2 separate regions of the Bicyclus anynana genome follow, and region 1 is linked to region 2. The links are chromatin contacts, called in public Hi-C maps. All regions are on one chromosome and are shown on one strand. The core of a region is the stretch at or near the end of the contact, and the rest is flanking DNA. Distances in the headings are between cores, read along the strand shown.

Region 1 (2,821 bases), core at 77-2,576, 130 kb after region 2:
GGCTAAAATAATAATAATAATAATAATAATAATAGTGCGATTGGTCTGAGTACTTGATTAATTGTTACAAGCACCCAAAATTTTATTAATGCTTAATCCTTTATTCAAATTTTATCAACAAAAAAATGCAACAAAAATGCTTTTGTGGCCAACCGTCAATGTTAATTTATATTTGATAAAAGTAAACCACACTTACTTAAATACACACATAATTTTATTAGGTTTATCTTTTGTGCAAATTGCATCAAAGAGCATGCAAGAAAGTAAAAATAAAATTATTAGATATATTAAACCATAACAAATGTGACCCAAACCAAATTTAAAAGCCAAATCAACAAATTATATATAATAAAATACATTAATAGAACATAATAATTATAAACACTTACCTGAATATATTTATTAATCACCTATTTAATTTATTTCACAACTATTTCGATAAACTTTCGCAGGTCCTAACGCAAACTTTCAGAAGGACGTTTATGAAATGAATTCAAAATTCAAATCGAATTTCAAAATTAAACTGTCGCGCGCCCGCGCCAAGCTTGAGCTCAGGGTTGCTATCCATAAAACTTATTTTCGTTCTAAAAACGCATATTTTTATTCACAGTCTTCGTAAATGTCACACATAACACACATAAAACATAATAATTATAAACACTTACTTGCACATATTTAATAATCATCTATTTAATTTATTTCGTCTATAGAGAATTAATAAAAGTTTACCAAATTTCTAATAAATTGCTCAATTTTGCAGGGCTATCATAGACTACACAACCTGAGATTGCTTTACAGGCCATTATTATCTATGGTAATAACATAGATTTACGATTCGGTACAAGTACCGGGTAATATAATCCAATTAATATTTATGTTGGTATATTTAGTAAGCATAATTATTATTTAAAGTTGGTATACATTAATTGAATTGGTGAGTAATTTTTTTTATATGAATGTTAATTATAACAGAAAATGTAATGATAGAAAATGCAAAATAATTATTTGTAATTCAAAATTTCTTCATAATTTCTTCGAAACGCGAACGCGTCCGTAGACTACCGTATGAATGACCCACACACGGAAACACAGGCACAAATCACATCTGTCTGTCGTCTTTTCTCTTTTGTAAGAATGTCTATGTCACGTCTATGTATCGCCATAACAGTAAGTCTTAAGTGCCTCACTCCGTCTCGCTTGCGACTGGCTTACGAGTAATAGTATTGCCGCGACAAAAAATGTGAGGTAGGACATTTTGAAATTTTGAGCCGCTCTTACATTCTGACGTCATGTACGGGACAAATGTGTTGGCTCTTGTATGTCCTACTCAACACTAGTCCGGTAGTCGTACCGCGACGCTCGTACAGACAGAACGTCCCAACGCGTTTCGAAAATCGAATCATTAATCCGGACGCGCGTAATTTATCCCCAAAGTGAAAAGTATCGAAAACTCCGATTGAGAAACCCATTTCAAAGTTCGTTTATTTACGTATACTGGTATTTCTTGGTGAATTTTCTTTTGCCTCCACTTCAATAGTCGTTTGATGTACAATAGGCACTTCGGACGACTTTTTTATCGTTCGAATTATGAAGTCATAGAGCTGTCATCAATAGAAAAAAGCGTACAGGTGTTTGGTTGTAACTATATCATTAGAGAGAATTACAATTCGTTCTTATTATTATTATAATCAGTCTTATAAGTAAATATTACATTGGTTCGCTAGGAAACTACTTACACTATTTTTTGCTACAAATTAAAATAATATCGTATATAAGTATGTTAATAACTATAGTTAACATGAGAGCCAATTACAATTAGCTCTTATTACAATTAAAAAGGATATGAATATTATTATTGAATCTGTGATCGACAAATAAATAAATATATCGCTTAGAAAATATAAATTTTGCATAGATTATTATTTTATTGTAACAATGGAAGAAAAAGAAAATTAATTTACGCAAGAGATGACTGTGAAATCTCTTTCAATATAAATGCCGAACGAACCAATTATTTTGAAACATAATAGCCAGAAAAACAAAAAGTAATAAATAAGTAAACAGTGGAGAAAATTAATTACAAAGTTAAGCTGAAATTACTTACAGGAGTGTCACCGAAATAAAGTAGATAGAGTAAGAAGTACTTCACATTACATAACTCCAGTAAAAACAAAATATCTGCTAATTTATTAAAGAATACAACATTATTTTATCATAAGTCCTCTCATCAGGGGTTGCCCGGTAGAGATTGCTTTACAGTAATAACGACGTCTTACTTACTTGTAAATTCTTAGTTTAAATTATTCATCTTTAATGATTTTTATTTAGTTTTATATTTTTGTGTGCAATAAAGTATTTCTTCTTCTTTTCTATAAATCCTCAGTATGCTCATACTTGATGATTTTATATAGTTTAGGACTTTGTTTGATCAAATTTACTTGCTCTACTCATCTATGCCAATATCATAGTAATATAAATTCGCATGTAAACCAAAGTTTGATTTAAATAGTAGCACGAGAAAAAAGAAATGCTGCAATAAAAACATGGTGACTGACAATTTAAGCAGATCATGTACCTATGGCTAATATAAAACATGTTATTTTCGTTTAGTTATTTTAGTAACTTGTGTCTTGTGTGTTTGTGTGTATATATTGTATATGCATTATATATCTACATGCAAACCTCGATTAAAACTTTTAAGTATATTTTTAAAGTCATTGTTCATAAAATACTTAACAAAAGTTAGCGGACTCATAAAATATATATCCCTCTTACCGTAAGAATGGTAAATGGCGGAAAAATCGAAGTGAAATGAAAACAA
Region 2 (2,700 bases), core at 36-2,535:
GAGTGTCTGCCTCAACGTTATTTTACACTAGAACCTTGTTATATCTACTGTGCTAGAGCTAAGGCACAAGCGCATTAAAACTGAGGAGGACAAATATGCACAATAGTATTAATTTAATTTAGTCGCATAGTAGTTTACTTTGCGACTAAATTAATTTATTATTTTTACTTATATTAATTACTACTACGAACGTTATTTAAACAAATAATACCTAAATATTGTGTATTATGTGGAGTTGTGTGTTCAGGAAATAAAAACTAAATATACCTACTTACATAAATATATAACGTAAGTAAGCACAAAATTGTGCACGTGTGCGCTGTGATTTTGTAGACACGTAACCTATCTATAGTTTAAAATTTCTGTGGTCTTCGTGGTGTATGTGTTGTTCAGTGTTACCAACTCTCCAAAATATTTATCCCTAAAGTTTGTGTCAAAAACCCCTAAAATCGCCTTAATTATTGAGTTGTCCCCCTAGAAAATATAAATTCATAATAATTTGAAAATAAAAATAAATTTAGAAATAATATGCAGTAATATTTTAGAATTTAAACTATCGTGAGTGTTATTCATATTAATTGATTATGAAACTAGTCGGGCATACTCCGACGTAATATCACGTGAGTTTTAGCCGTGTTTCATAATCAATTAATATGCAGTAATATCTTTCAAAAGTCTATATTTAATACAGACAAAATATTACGTCTTTATCTGAAGATTCAGATTTTTTGAAATCATACACTGAATAAATTTAACAACTTTTTTATTCGATGAAAATTGCCGCCAGTGGCCTCAGAGTGGTTGTAGAATAACGTATTATATGTCATTATAAATCGCTAGGTCAAGAAAGAAATATTATAATTATCATCAATTTAAAAATATTAAAGAGTCAATAAATCCCTGAAAATACCCCTAAAAATTTCAGACCCCTAAAAAAATCCCATTTCACTTATTTGTCCCCTAAATCTGGGGGAAAACCCCTAAGTTGGGAACCCTGGTGTTGTTCATCACCAGTGGTGATGCAAACGTAGGTAGGTAGGTAGGTATATGAGGATTACACAAAAATCACGTAACCCGCATGCTCTGGCAAGCGATAACCTACCTACGTATATATTTTACTTATCTTACAGACATGATTCAAAATCGTTTTCACCCACATCTAAAACTATGGGGCGTGCTGCGCATTCATTCATATTCACAACGCGGCGTTTTTATTTATACCATATACCGCTTATCGGCGCATCAAGCCCGCTTACAGTCTCTGTTTCTGTTTAGTTTAGTTGCTATACGGGCGGCGAGGGAGCCGCGCGTATCCACCGTTCTATACCCGGCGCCGCCTCCAGTGACCTTGACGCGTACAACGTCCATTGGCCGGGATGCCAAGACGCAAAGTGCTCTTTTCCACTCCCTAAACTATGACAATAACCCGACAGAACATTCAAAACAGGGATTCAATGTGCCGTAAACTCTGCCACAGGTGGTATTCACTACACCTGTCAAAATGATGTGACAATGACAATTGACAACCGCGCAACATAACCTCAATTCGAAATCATAATCAGTGGTTTTTACAATGATTTGGGTAACGTGGAAGTTTCGCCGTGTGCTCGGTAAGATATGTTTTATATTTCCTTTAAATATTTATTGTGTTTGGTATTCAGTTATAGGTTATGTCATTTAGATAATACATACGTGCATTGTTTCCCGCCGGCGAAGTCGTCCACTCACAAACACACTGCATTCATTTCATTTACATTACGACAGACCTAAGTCATCTCTGTGCGGAATCTAAAAATAACTCCGACTGTAATGGCTGTTAGGTTAATCAGTAGTTTGCTAAGTTAAATCCTTGTTAATATCTACTTAGTACTTACGGTTGGAGATTGTTTTATTTACTTGCTAATTCAATGCTTTATAAATGAAAGACTGCCTAGTTATTATCTAAGTTAATAGGTTCCGTAATACATAATCTTGCGTTAAGTAATATGTACCTATCTGCGTCTACGTACCTAAATGTTACGCTCAAATCTTACTGGTAGTAAAATTCAACTTCAAACTGCTGCAAACAGGTTCATGAGTAAGAGTTCTGGATGGGTTAGTAATTTGTTGGGTTCCTTCAAAAATTATCCTTTTTACAGCCCGGTGTAAATAAGAAGGGTGTTAGGAATAACTGTCGAGGGTTTTTCAACATTTTTAATTCTTTTTCTTGTTAACTATTAATATTGTTTTCTCGTTTGCTAGCATTATACCTACTGCAAGTTTTACTGATGTAAAGAGATTGTAGTTTTATAACAGGCTATCTCTAAGGCTTTATACTCCGTACCGGAACCGTTTGGCGTGACGTCTGTGACAGCAGGGATATAACTAGCCTCGGACGAAACCTACAATCAATAAAAAATTATAAATACCTGGGAGCAAAGTCCAGGTCCTCTTGGACATAAATAAGGTCTCTACTGCGCCTAAGAGGTCTTCCCATGACCTAAGGATCTTCAAGGATAAAGCGAATAAGTATTTCTTGGCAAGCGCTTCCTAACTTAGACCTTGTCACAGTTTTCCATCAAGCGTGATTGTCATGAAGATGTAGCCAATATTATTTTAAAATCATTATGTTGTTCTTAGTCATCATTCGCTTATTTTAAAGTCCCACTTATTAAGAGGTTAAATCTACTATGCATCTCCAATTTGTTTTAGGCTAAACAT

What was found. A called contact is a pair of places that touch in the nucleus more often than the background predicts.
Region 1: a Hi-C map of whole larva shows a contact between it and region 2, with 2.3 times the contacts expected there. The contact joins the promoter of LOC128199180 here to the promoter of LOC112046535 in region 2. A contact is called at or near these places in 2 of 2 Hi-C or Micro-C datasets (whole body and whole larva).

Annotation. Positions count from the first base shown.
Region 1 is chr19:10,569,501-10,572,321 of ilBicAnyn1.1, forward strand. It overlaps LOC128199180 (E3 SUMO-protein ligase ZBED1-like), which reads right to left and starts at 1,327. Exons shown (of 2, transcript XM_052887531.1): 1 at 1-1,327. All of the region lies in intron 2 of LOC112046535 (cGMP-dependent protein kinase, isozyme 2 forms cD4/T1/T3A/T3B), which reads left to right.
Region 2 is chr19:10,438,359-10,441,058 of ilBicAnyn1.1, forward strand. LOC112046535 (cGMP-dependent protein kinase, isozyme 2 forms cD4/T1/T3A/T3B) reads left to right here and starts at 1,286. Exons shown (of 12, transcript XM_024083203.2): 1 at 1,286-1,610.